3 separate regions of the Zea mays genome follow, and regions 2 and 3 are each linked to region 1. A link is a contact called in public Hi-C data. All regions are on one chromosome and are shown on one strand. The core of a region is the stretch at or near the end of the contact, and the rest is flanking DNA. Distances in the headings are between cores, read along the strand shown. Region 1 holds the start of LOC100193150. Region 2 has its middle 37 kb from the start of LOC100501814. Region 3 holds the start of LOC100501814 (Major facilitator superfamily protein).

Region 1 (4,460 bases), core at 1,756-4,255:
GGCAAAAAAGCTCCCACTGGTGCTCCCTTTGCCGAGTGCCAGCTTCCGGCTCTCGGCACATAGGCTGTCGTGGGGGCCACTAGAGACTTCTTTGCTGAGTGCCAGGCCAACAGGCACTCAAAAAAGGCTCCCTCTTTGCCAAGTGCCTTTGAGGACACTCGACAAAGTCTCCGTCTCCATCACTTGTTGTCGTGACAGTGACTTTTCTTTGCCGAGTGTCCGACAAAAAGTACTCACTAAAGATTGCCGATGCACAGTTCACCGAGACCTCTTTGCCGAGAGTCACACTCGGCAAAGAGTGCCGAGTTTTTCTGCGCTTCGTCAAAGTAGTTGTGTCCGGTAATGTATACATAAATCAACATAAATTGTCCATGCAATTCTCATAAAACATATATCCCTACTCACCAATTTTTTTGAAGTTTAGACTTCTATATTCATACTATTTTATGTGGACATATTATTTTATGAAAAATGCATGGATAGTTCAGGTTCAATTATGTATATATGTGTGATGTCTTTTCCAACATTGTATATATATATATATATATATATATATATATATATATATATATATATATATATATATATATATATATATATATATATATATATATGGAGCAAAAATTAATATTTTTGCACGGTCAAAGCAATGTTTATTATGGACTATGGACTTTAAACTTGTATGAAGGATTTGGTTTATGTTGTATTTTGATTGCATTTTCTACTTACATATATTTGTTATTTATGAATCCAGTGAATCATTTATGTGAAAAATATTTTTATGTAAAGTGTGGATGTTACACGGCAAATCAAAATCTTGCCAAAAAATTCGATTTTTCCTAACATGAGAAATGTTTTTGGTTCGAAACGACGTTTTTATCGAATTTCATTGATAAAACACCAAATTTTGTTTTTTTAATTTAAAATTCCATCTCGAGCGAATTTCACTCCAAATTTTGTTTTGGTTCTATTACAGGATTTACATTCAAAAACAAAATGGTTAACCTTGAGCCCCACCTGCCCACGTAGGTCATCGCCCCATGCGAAGCCCACGCCCTACACAGCCTCGAGCGCTCGTGCGTGTCTCCCACCGACTACAGGATACAAATGTGTGGATATTGACCTCGACAAAAATCTTATATGTCTACGTGAGCCACACGTCCATGCCAATGCGTGGACAATGGACCTCGACCAAAATCCTACATGTCTACATGAGCCACGCGCCCACGCCCTAGGCCCCGACCTAGGTGGCCTGTGATCTAAATCAGTCCCTGCATCCTACCTAGACACACGAAATGAGCATTAACTCCATTTTTTATCGTCACCAAATGAGATAGAAAGTATAAAGTAGAGTATGTATCATTATATTTTCTATCGCCCGACCAAAATCATGACACCATTACATCAACACCGAAGGTATCGAACCCATACGAAGTAGAAAACTCACTTGCATGGTCAACAAAACTGCATACTGTTTATCCAGTTTACCAAAATGTCTACAGAATATTTCTCATCTGTTATTTTAATATAAAAACGCTTTAAAGCACCACATTTTTATAGTTTGGAAAAAAATTTAAAACTCTACCTACCATGCCCATTAATAAAACCAACGGCTTTGAGAGCCCTGGGGTGCACTGTAGACATCACCAGGTAGATTCCCCAATCATCCCCGACACCTTGGACCGTGTCCCATCAATTTGGTACCACTTGCTCCTCCGTGTAATGCTCGAGCACGCGGCTTTGAGAGCGAGGCCATCTTCTCTCTTCAGCTGTCTGTCATCCTAAAAGCCAAGTTTGTAGTTCAGCAAAATCATTTGTTAGCGTGTGGTATTGAGAAATGTACTCGCGCTCATTCGTCAGGTTTGCACTGTAAACGTAGTTAACTTTGCCCTATTTCTGCCGAGTAGAGTTTGAGGCCTTCTCACACATAAATAATACTCCGTCTGTTTCAAAATAAAATTCGTTTTAGATATTTATTGAATTCACACAATACTTAATGTATGTGTTATATATATATATATTTATCTATTTAAATATAAATATAAAAATAAAAAACTAAATCGACTATTATTTTAGAACATATGGAGCACTCCATCCGTCCCAAAATAAAATTTGTTTTTAAAAAATTGATAGATTAATACAATACTTGATGTATGTGTTTTGTATATGTGTCTATCTTTATTATCATCAATTTGAATACAGACATAAAAACTAAGAGCTAAAACGACTATTATTTGGGAAAGAATGGAGTAAATGAATGCCTCTAATATGGTGATGAGAAGTCTTGCTTATGCTATAGCCAGCATATCATATTTTGTAGATATGGCCACGGTAGACACTATTTTGTACTATATATATTATACTCTACAAGTGTAATTTAAAATATAAGTTGAGATAAGTAAGGCTGGCTGTGGCTTTAGGATAGCTAGTGTATACATTGGATCTCAGGAAGGTGCTCAAGCATTCATCTACAACTACACTCGGTGTCGGTGTCACTGACTTCTAGACGGCAATTTTTACCTAACCCTCTGCGAAAAGAACAAGCACTTGCTTTCGCATTCAGATGGGGAGGAGTGACCAGTGATACTATGAATAATGGTTTCACTCGTCATCTCGACTCCCAGGTCAAGTCAAGCTATAAACAAAAACCAAAATGAGAAGGTAGAGCAGTTTAATAAGTCAGGATTGCACAAGTTGCTCGTTGCAGTATGAAAATCCCATGTGCACCTACACACTAATATCTTACTACAGTTGTTTATCCTCGCCAACAAACCCGTTCAGCTGCGCTTTTCGCTAATGAAATTCTGTGGATGGACGTGGACTAATAAACTCTAAGGGCTTGTTTGGGATCAAGGGTAATGGAGTGGATTGAGGGGGCTAGAATCCCCTACTACTTAATTTTAAATAGTGAGGGATTATAGCTCCCTCAATCCCCTCTATTACCCTTTGTTCCAAACAAGCCCTAAATCAGGGTACACAAGGGCCAGTCACTGTCTTGAATTGCAGAAGCAGCAGACTCAGGCACCAATATCTTCTCTCTCCCTCTCACCAATATGTTCTAAATCAGCAGAAGCAGCTGATCGATTTACTCACCAATATGTTCTCTCCCCCTCTCACCCTAGGGTATGCCCTGTCTGCCCTGCTGTATCCTCATCTGCGCTGCGGGAGCCAGTAAAGGGCACAGGAGGAGTTCTTGTGGCGTACTGCAGCTTCTCCTCGTCCTCCCTAACTCTTGTTTGTTAGCGGCTAATTTCAGAGCTTTTGTTGGCAACTGGGGGAACCATAGTGCGGGGGTTCCTCGCCCCCCTCTTTCCATGGGAGCTTAGAAGCTGTTGGATCTCTGCAAGTGACCATGAGCCAGAGTGAGTGTTTTTCTTGTGATTTCTCGTCGTTTATTTGGTGATTCTTGATTGCCGCGGCCAAGACATCATCTTTATTGTACTTCCTGGGGGTGGACCTAGGTAGGGCGATGAGAGCAGCGGTTCTTGTTTCTTGGCGGGGGCTCTTGATTGCTTCTGATGCTGCTAAGTGGATCCCACTACCCGATATAGGGAGAATAGAGAAAAGAAAACATCGGATTCTTTTGAGCGCTTGTGTTTCTTCAGTGATTGATGGAATAGGCAGGGCGTTTGTTAGATTCTTTTTGAGCTCATGCTCCACTCTGGCTCGAATTCGTCGTTGAGCTTTTGGTACAGCTGTAGCGGAATAACGGATGGGATGTTCGTACAAGCTCTTGGAAGCATAAATATGCCCTTTCCTACCGTATAAAGGTGCAAATCTTGGCAAGGTTCATGGCTTATGTTGGGGTTTCGACACTGCTGAGATCAGTACATTCCCTAGACGAGCTTGAAAACATCGGAATTTTTCTTTTTATAACTTTATACAATATACCTTTATATTGAGATGGGAATGATTTCTTTAACTAATCATATCCCATGATGAGGTTCATGTTAATGTTGAGAATTTATTGTGGTCCTATGGGGTTTAATAGAAAATTAAATACTGCCGCGCCTTATCGGCTTATCCTTTGGTACTCTGTCTGGCTGTAGGTTTTGACATCAACGTACTTCGTGAAGAAGCAAGGAGTAGGTGGTTAAAGCCTTCTGAAGTGTACTATATCTTGCAGAATCACGAGAGGTTCCCTATCACCCATGAGGCACCAAAGAAGCCACCCAGTAAAGCACATATATCCCTTAATTAGAGGAAATTATCTTACTTGTATAATTGTTCTTTTCTTTGACAACATATTTGATTGTTCTACAGGTGGTTCCCTATTCCTTTACAATCGTCGTGTCAATCGGTATTTCCGGAGAGATGGTCACACATGGCGGAGGAAGAAGGATGGAAGAACAGTTGGGGAGGCTCATGAACGACTGAAGGTTTATTTTAGAAGGCTCAGTATAGCAGCAAATCATTTCAGTTGTTTCCATATTTTTATCTGCGTCTTCTAGTTCAACAGT
Region 2 (4,446 bases), core at 1,363-3,862, 390 kb after region 1:
CAGTATTGTCTCCTCCAACTCTGATAATAGACATATCGTGAAAATATCTCCCCCTCATGGCGTCAATATGACTTTGCTTGATAGTCGATTTTTCGAAGGTAGTATGGCTTGTCCGCCACGGTCAATCCTCAGAATCTTCATCCCCACTTTCCATGTCATAAATATCACTATCATCAGAATCTTTGGACAAACCTTCCATGGTCTCCTTAGTAATTTTCTTTGTATTTGTTTTTTCCATAGACTCATAAAACCCAGCAATGAAAGGATCCGCAACTTTCTTTTCTTCATACAACTTCTTCTCCTTGGTCATTTTCTTCTCTTCAGTCATCTTCTTCTCCTCACTCATCTTCTTCTCCTAAAATTTGGAGCAAACACACCTTTAAACCGAAGCTCTAAAAGCTCGAAAATCAGGCGAGAGCTATTGAGCAAGAGATAGAAATTTGAGAAAATAACGCAAATAGCAGAGACAACATATCAAATGTTGCCGCTGTGGGTTCATATTTATACGCATAGTGCTTTGCAACTTAGCGGGCCCCGTCTGTCATTGACTATCGCTATTCTAGCGAAGGGAAGGTGTTTTTTCGGACCTTCGGCTTAAGGCCTTCATTCACATCATAGTCTGAATTTATTATTATAACAAATTAATACTGCAATGGGCTACTATTGGGGGGCCTTCGTCTTTCGAAGGTCCTCAAAAACACGCATAACATGTTTTCCAAGTATAATATATGTACAGGAACCTTCAGACATGGGATGAAAACGCACATAATATGAAGAGTGCGGTTTGGGAGAAGGATGAACTAGTGCCGAAGCTACCCGTGAAAAAGCTTCGGCTCAGCGATGGAAAGTGAAACCGACTTAAAGGGGAAAAGGCTGTCTAGTCCTCGATAGATTTTCCTTAAGTCAATAGTAAATGTCAAGGGCATGAATGTAATTCTACATAGGTTGTGTCCTGTGCCTATAAATAGATGAACAGTGACACCGTACTGTTCACGCTGACTTGTATTCACTCGCACGTCACACTTGGGCTTTTGCCCTCTGTCAAGCCGAAGGTACAAATATAATCTAATATTATTCATGTTCATTCATGATGATATAAAAAGAAAGATATATTAATGATGTCATATGAAGATTCATGTTATTTCTCATGTTTTATATGCTTCTACCTCCATTAATATACACTGTGATGATGAAGGTATGTCCTTCATAACCTTCGTCTGAAGATCATTATATCCTAAGGAAGATAATACTTTGAAGGACGAAGGTCTTTAACCATTAACATTTGTGTTGCCTTGTTCTTAACTCATAGCATTTGAGAACAAGTCCCCAACAAGCACCTTACCTAATAGAGGCAACGACAGTAGGGGAGTGGTCAGTGTGGGAGGCCCTTGGGTTGATTTTGCTGCGATGGCGGTCAGGCGAGGGGTCCCTGCATTGGAGCTTCCTAGAAACTGTAGCGGGTTTTCTGAAGCTAGTGGAACTTTGTAAAGGCCTCGTAGTAGTACCCTGCCTCGCTTCCTTGGTAAAGGTGTATGGGGTCCGATCAACCCCATGGCAAATGGGTAACACGACTTGTGGGTAAAGATGTGCAACCTCTGCAGAGTATAAAACTGGTATACTAGCCATGCTCACGGTCATGAGCGGCTCGAACACTCACATGATTAATTTATGAAATTAAATTCAATTTGTCATTTGCATCGCATTTGGATTATTATTATTTTTATTTACTATTACCATGGTTTGGTATTCACTTAAATTTAGTAAATGCTAATAAAATTTTGACCAACTTATAAAAGCAATGCTCAGCTTTAACCTTTATTTATTGATCAGCCCTACACCTCACATGAACTCCCACCTTTGGTGAGTTCATGCACATTATTCCCCACAACTTGTTGAGCTATGATCTTTTGTGAGCTCACTCCTGCGATAAATAACCCCCCCCACAGGTGAAGAGCATGTGGTTGAAGAGGAGCCGCCCTACAATGAAGCATACGAGTTGATCTAGGTGACGTCTCCTAGTCGACTTTATGGCGCCAAGGACGGACATTAGTTCGCTTTATATTTATCTTTTATTTTCATAAGACTTTCGCTATGTAATAATTACTTTTATGATATTGTGACATTTATCTCTATACACTCTGTTATTATATGTGTTGTTCTTCTTTGGCGCACATATGAGAGACATCCCACTTCATCCCTTAAATCCGGGTGTGACATTTTATGTCTAAACAGAGTTACTAGGTGATAAACAATATTAAAACAAAATTAATGCCACTAGAATGGGTCATTTCGGAGTTAAAATGAATTTTCTATGTATTAAACAAGTTTCTGGATTTATTTTTATATTAAAAAATCATTTTCTGTAATTGATTTATAACTAAACCGAGCTCTCTGTATATAATCCTAATTTCTGAAGAAGCCAGGGCGTATTTGCAAATTCTAGGGACCTATTTGTATCTGTTTTCAACCGCGCGTGGACGACAGGTTGATTCTGTAATCTTCTAGGGTCTTTTAAGCGAAATTCCCACGGTGAAAGGGTATGGGTAAACCTTAGCCATAAGATATGTAGTGGGCGGCCCAGATTAGATCGTTACCTCATCAAACCGGTATGCAATCTTGAGAATTGGATCTACAACCGACGACCGAGGATCCCCATGCATGCAAGACATACTAGTCCTTAGATCCAGGATCCACGATCACGAACGAAGCGCTTCACATGTTCCAATCTTGGCACTTCCTTCCGATCCGACGCACCCCAGGTCTTCTTCCCCAACGCGCCATGCGCTCGGCCATCCTGGCACAAGGATCCGGCGGCCGCAAGAATGGAGCAAAAGCCCCGACGCCCCACCCTTTATAACCGCGTGGAACCCAGGCCAGATCCCATCTGATAGAGTGGACGGAAACGGCGACGGTGGAACCCAACTTGCGCGGCGGCGGCGAATCGGCACCCGACGATCCATCCACACCCAGCTACGACCGCGCAGTACCACGACGCGCACAGTTGGGCGTTCACCAGAGTAGGGAGGGGAAAAGAAGTGCCAAGCGTGAGGTTTTATAGTCCGGCTGGGCAGATTCGCCTGGTAGTTGCATGCATGCGACCGTGGCACGCCCGATCAAGCTGTTACAAAGCCGCCGCCATGGGCGCACCCGATGTGGGGGGGTTCCAGCAATGGTGGGGCCCACCAATCAATCATAGAGGAGGCACTGCATGCGCATGGTTTGAGTTGACGCCGGAAACAGGGAGTGGGCTGGCCTATAGCCCACGCGGCCGAAGGGGGGGAAGGTAGGGGTAGAGAGTTGGGCTGAGTAGGGAATTTGGCCCAAGGTCGGTTCTGTTTCTTTTTCTTTTTAGTTTCCTGTTCTCTCCTTTTTCCTATTTTGTTTTCCATTTTCAAATCTAAATGAAATCCAAATTTCCAATTCGATTATAAATGCACAATACAAACTCCAGCATGAATGCAGAATTTAAGTTTATTCATTTCTTTCTTATTTAAAATAAATGCCTCTAGATGTATATTAGTAAAGGAAGTATTTCCCAATAGAAAAATCTGTATTGTTTCTTCCGTGAGTTTAACTCTTGCTTGAAAATTATACCTAATTTCTATTATTACTTTTATTTTGGGATACGTACTCTCAATGGTAACAAAATTCTTATTAAAAGATATTTTAAATCAAAAACTTGGAGAAACGTTAATAAACCCTCGATATAAGATTTTGGGTGCTACACTTCTTCATCCTCTAGAACTCCTATTTCTCTATGCTTAGTCCAACAAATATAGTAAGGCATGGAATCTCTTTGTAGCAAGTGGAGGTGAATGGGTCTGCCACAACTCAATACATGGACACTCGGTGCCTCAATGCATGTGTCCACATAAGTTAGCATGTAATTGATCTGGTTCAAGTCTTCATGGGCCAATGTTGTATCTTGGCAACAATAATGTGAGTTGATCAAATAGTAGTTTTGTTGTTACAATATTTTGTATAGGTGTTGCATAAACTTATTGACCCTAAAAATCAACCATCTAGATCTGGTCATGGTTGGCTCTATGACGCTCTCGTATATTGTCACGGTTCCTCTAGTTCCTAGTTGCTACCTCACCAACATAGTCTTCCTCATGGTCGGTAAGCTGATCATCTTGGAGTCCATCAATAGAGTTAGCCATGAACACAAACTAGTGTTCTAGAAGATCATATGAATATGAGTCCGAGCTTAAGTCTGAGTCTAAGTTGAGGCTAAGTTCAGAGTTAGAATCTGAGTCGATGTCGAGTCTAAGTATGGGTAGAGACTAGTCTAACGATCTGTAGTCACCGTGATGGTGTTGAATCTTCATAGTCTTGATCATATGGAGCAGGCATTACCAAAAGGTCTAGGACAAGCCCTTCATTATAGGTGACAAGATTACTAACCATGTCGGAGATGAATCTTAGGGTGCCAAGTATGAACTC
Region 3 (5,022 bases), core at 2,217-4,716, 430 kb after region 1:
GGGTATTTATAACCCCAACCACCAAACTAGCCGTTTGGTGGAGGCTGCTGTCGCATGGCGCACTGGACAGTCCGGTGCGCCAGCCACGTCACCAGGCCGTTGGGTTCCGACCGTTGGAGCTCTGACTTGTGGGCCCGCCTGGCTGTCCGATGGTGCACCGGACAAGTCATGTGGACTGTTCGATGTGCCACCCGCGCGTGCTCTGCACCTCTGCGCGCTGGCGCGCATTCAATGCGTTGCAGACGACCGTTGGCGCGAAGTAGCCGTTGCTCCGCTAGCTCACCGGACAATCCGGTGTGCACCGGACATGTCCGGTGAATTATAGCGGAGCAGAAATCCGAAGCTGGCGAGTTCAGAGTCGCTCTCCTCTGGGGCACCGGACACTGTCCGGTGGTGCACCAGACAGTCCGGTGAATTATAGAGAAGCGCCTCTGAAAATTCCCGAAGGTGCGAAGTTTGGCTTGGAGTCCCCTGGTGCACCGAACACTGTCCGGTCGCACACCGGACAGTCCGGTGCGCCAGACCAGGGCAGCCTTCGGTTATCCCTTGCTCTCTTGTTGAACCCATCTCTTGGTCTTTTTATTGGCTAAGTGTGAACCTTTGGCACCTGTATAACTTATACACTAGAGCAAACTAGTTAGTCCAATTATTTGTGTTGGGCAATTCAACCACCAAAATCAATTAGGAAATAGGTGTAAGCCTAATTCCCTTTCACCCGTCCTTTCGCGGGTTCGCCCGAGGGAGGCTTGATTCCGCCAGAGGCGGCAGTATTCGCGCTCGCCGACGCCTTGCTGGGTTCGGGTACAACCGGTTTCGCAGCCGGCACTGGCTTGCTACTGCCGGAGGCAGCAGCACTCTTCGCACTCCCTCGTGCCCTCTTTGCCTCGCGCCTAGGATCTGCGATCCTGACGACCACCCAGCGCTTCTGCGCGGCGTCTTGACGGTCCTTGTTCATCATTGCCGACACAACAACAGCAATATTCCGTTCGTAAGGAAACACCTTTAAGTCACGAGCCATGCGAGATGTAACGAAGTCTTTGCCAGCCGCGCGGGGGATCGGAACATTCTTGGGCCATCAACCCCCGGTAACCTCCAGCATTCACGCCGAAGACTCCCGGAGCTCGGGCGAAGACATCCTTCCCCCGAGGGCTACGCACGTCCCCATCAACTTCCTAGCAAAACTATCGGAGACCCCCAGTCCCCCCACTGCAGTACCTAATTTTCTCTTCTTAGTGGCTGGGGCAGCCACCTGCGAAGGCTCTTCCTCGGTCACGCCCATCGGTTTTTCCCACGGCGGTCGGCGGCGTCTTCCCCGGGATAACCACCGTATGGCAAGCCGTTCAATTCAAAGACCCGATTCAATCTATCGTTGGCCCCATGGATATCCCAGCTCTGCAGACCCTCTGTCTTCGGCACATAGCGCCCCACGATCCTCGCCGCACCGTCTTCCGCCTCGCGCACGAATGCGGCGGGATCCCGACCATGCAATTCCAACGCGAAGGCCGGACTTCGCACCCGCTGCCCGCCCCGGGAAGGCATCTCGTGAGGGCATACTTCACCCAGCGCCCAGCCATGTGCCAAGGGCCATACCCCATAACCAATAAATTCCTCCACTAAATCGCGCCCGCTACTCACGCGGGCAGCGCACCGAAGGGCTCCCTCGTCTTCATCATCCTCCGCCACCTCAAACTGCGGGTACGCCACATAATAATGGGAGCACATGACAGCCACGGGGAGTCCTGGATGGTCTTCAACTGCGCCTTCGGAAACGTAAAACCAGAAATCCCACCAGTTGCCCCACTTATTGCGGGCGTAAGGAACCAACTCCACGACTTCCATCGAAGTCTTGCCGGTCCTCGGCGTAAACGTGCACGATCCAAACTGTGCAATCTCATGTCCAATTTTCCTCTTTTGCCAATGCAGATAGTAATGTTTTGCGAAGACCTCCACAGAGGGCTGACCACCATACGAAGTCGTCGCCCACACATACTTCGCCAGGGCCACCACGACATTCGGCGTCAGCTGTTGGACCTGGACCTCGAATCTCCGCAGGACCTCCGCCACGAATCGATGTGCAGGCAGACGAAGGCCAGCGGTGAAAAACGCCTCAAAAACGACCAACTCGCCTTCTGGCTCGGGGACCTCCTCCGCCCCCGGGACACGCCCCACTCCGCTGCCAAAATATCCAAGCTGTTGCATATCCTGAATGCGGACCGAGGAAATCCGCGACACACCAAACTCCATTGTATCACTAGGATGTAACTCCTCCGTCGCCATGTTGCTCAAAGTGTCCTCGGACGATGCGCCGGCCGGCGGTGTATTTGCAACAGATGAGGAAGAGGACGACATGGCTACGTACCGTCGGCGGCGGCGGGCGGTCTGCTTGACGCGGGCCAGATCTCCGATGAGCAGGAGCAAGGAGGGCAGGCGAGCGGACGAACGGTTTAAAAAGGAGGCTAGGGTTTTGCGGCGCGCAGAAAGAGAACCTGACCCGCGCCGCCCCGCTCCCCTTTTTATACACAGGACGCGACACTTCGGGAAACCCGCAGTCCAACAGTACCACGTCCGTCAACACTCACATCAAAAACCCCCACAGAACCACTTCGAGCGAGGGCAGCGTCTCCACCATCTAGCAATGTCTTCGGCACCAGATGACTTAGTCGAACTGGTCCCTCGGAGGGCAAATGTTGGGGCGAAGGCGAAGACGCTACCCTTCGCTCGATGCCTTCGCCAATCTCGCTGCACCAATGGAGGCGAAACGATCGGCGGGTTCCACCCTTCGTCCACTACGCTGCAAGACGAAGGCCTACGACGAGGTCGCCCCCGTCCCGCGTCCTCGTCGAACACGAAAGCCCACGTGGAATTCGGCCCATTGTAACAGGCCCCGCGCGTCTGAGTGTGTTACGGGCCCGATTTGTAAGGGCTTTTCTGTAATGATAGTCTGTAACCCAGCTTATGGGAATATTCCGGGGATAACCTAGGTGCCTGAGGGCACATGCGTTCTTACTCCAAGACGTTGGTCACTTAGGCACCTATAAATACCTCCGTACAGTGACCTTGAGAGGCTAAATCAAAAGAGCAATTGTCATCTCAAGCTAAAACCTTGTTTGCATTCCTCTTATTCCCCCGTTGGATCATCTTGCCCAAGAGCGCAAGTTCCAATAGTCCGTTTGGTCAAGTTCTTTGGTCATCTATATATATATAGTCCGAGATTTCGTATTGTATAAATGTGTTTGTGAACTGTGACAATATATAAAGTCCGAGATTTCGTATTATTGAAATAGGTGCGTGAACCGTGGCATTGATATTTTTTTTTCAATTTTAATGACCCGTCGACTGAAGGTGGACGTGTGCGTCGCTTGTTTGTCTACCGTACTTGCGTGTGCGTCTCTTGTTTGCCTGCGATTGAAAGCCTTCTCTGACCTGTCTCCAAATTGGCATTCCTGAGCAAAAATCCCCTGCAACCCGACCCATGGCCATGGGCAAGCTCGAGGAGAGGACGCGTGCGTTCTGGACGAACCGATGGCTTGTGTTCGTTGGGGCCATGTGGATGCAGTCCATGGCCGGCACCACTTACATCTTCGGCGCCATCTCGCCGGTGGTCAAGGCCAGGCTGGGCTACGACCAGCCGCAGGTGGCCGCGCTGGGTGTCGCCAAGAACGTTGGCGGCTGCCTCGGCCTCCTCGCCGGCGCGCTCTCGGCGACGTGGCCGCCGTGGGCGCTGCTGGCCATCGGCGCCGCGCAGAACTTCCTCGGCTACGGCTGGCTCTGGCTCGTCGTCTCCGGGAACGCGCCGGCGCTGCCCCTCTGGCTGGTATGCTGCTGATCCTGGCTGTTTGGAGTTGGTTAAATTTCGGGAAAAAAGGAAGAAAAAGTTGAGAAAAAAGGAGGGAATTTCGGTGTACATATCTGGTCCACGTAGGACTTGGTTACCCTGCCCCATATGCCAGTGACTTTTTTTTTAAAAAAATGTATAAGCAATTAAGCATCCATGTCCATATCCATTCCACTTCCACCCATCCCCGTGGCTTCTGTCTGCTGCGACCCTGCTCCACTCCGTCTGCATCACCTGTCACGGTTGTCACCTCCACCACGGCTCCAGCTCCACCCGCGCTGGTTTAGGGCCGCTGCTGGGCGGGTGACGAGCGCGGCTGTCGGATTCCGCCGAGCCTCAGTATGCGGGCAGCGGGCGCGGCCTCCGCCTCCGCCACACCAGCCCTGGCGTTCCCCTTGTCTTCCCCTATATATACAGATCGGTCTGATTTTACTTTTTTTGACATGGCTCCATTTATGCTTACTCCCTCACACCCAAAATTAGTCTCCACTCTCGCATTTTGAAAGAAAATTGTATCAATATTTCTATCTTCAAATAGATTTACTACGAAGATTCATGACGTGATTAATCTAATGATGCTTGTCTGATATCATAAATATTACTAGTATGTTTTGGTATAGATTTGGCCAAAGTTAATATTGTTTGGCTTATCGAAGTGCGGGATGGAGACTTATTTTAGGACAGGACGGAGGGAGTACATCGGAGCTGCTCTTGTGTCATGACTGTGCCACATTATGCCAGAGGGGAGTAAACTATGCGAGTTTTCCATTCTGAAAACAAGTGATTCAACATATTTCACGCCACACCATAAACGGACACCTCAAAGTTATGATTTTGCTGTGGATGGCTGGCAACTGGTATCAGCACAAAATCTGGTTACCATCATTATTTGCATGTTTCCAGCTCAACTGAAAATGATGTGCACTGCATTTGTTTCTGCCTTGTCTTGCTTTATTGTTTTTTTCCTTTTATCGTGTTCCTCTTATTTCAAGGTTAATGTACCTACTCTTGCACGCCCCCCCCCCTAACATCGCTCTGGTTTGATTTTAGAGAAATAATTAATGTTACCATGAACTCCTCAAGTTAAAACTTATCCTATACATGCCATGCCAGCCATGAGACCACAACTGCAACTCGTATGAATAAAATGGATATCCTTTTACGTTATTCTAGTGTTGTTTTTACTC

Evidence for each region. A called contact is a pair of places that touch in the nucleus more often than the background predicts.
Region 2: a contact with region 1 is called in a Hi-C map of ear, with 1.8 times the contacts expected there. The contact joins the enhancer-like site here to the promoter of LOC100193150 in region 1. A contact is called at or near these places in 2 of 25 Hi-C or Micro-C datasets (ear and tassel).
Region 3: a Hi-C map of ear shows a contact between it and region 1, with 2.8 times the contacts expected there. The contact joins the promoter of LOC100501814 here to the promoter of LOC100193150 in region 1. A contact is called at or near these places in 2 of 25 Hi-C or Micro-C datasets (ear and leaf mesophyll).

The regions. Positions count from the first base shown.
Region 1 is chr2:72,646,774-72,651,233 of Zm-B73-REFERENCE-NAM-5.0, reverse strand. It overlaps LOC100193150, which reads left to right and starts at 3,005. Exons shown (of 13, transcript NM_001358650.1): 1 at 3,005-3,123; 2 at 3,257-3,362; 3 at 4,050-4,175; 4 at 4,264-4,379. The coding sequence starts at 3,353.
Region 2 is chr2:72,252,652-72,257,097 of Zm-B73-REFERENCE-NAM-5.0, reverse strand. No RefSeq gene overlaps it. Among protein-coding and RNA genes, the nearest start is that of LOC100501814, 37 kb to the right of the region's middle. Within about 2 kb of position 2,612, at least 19 of the 20 cell types and tissues checked have an H3K27ac peak or open chromatin away from gene starts, as enhancers often do. A contact at or near this core is called in ear and tassel, where this site is marked.
Region 3 is chr2:72,216,537-72,221,558 of Zm-B73-REFERENCE-NAM-5.0, reverse strand. LOC100501814 (Major facilitator superfamily protein) reads left to right here and starts at 3,466. Exons shown (of 3, transcript NM_001401914.1): 1 at 3,466-3,814. The coding sequence starts at 3,473.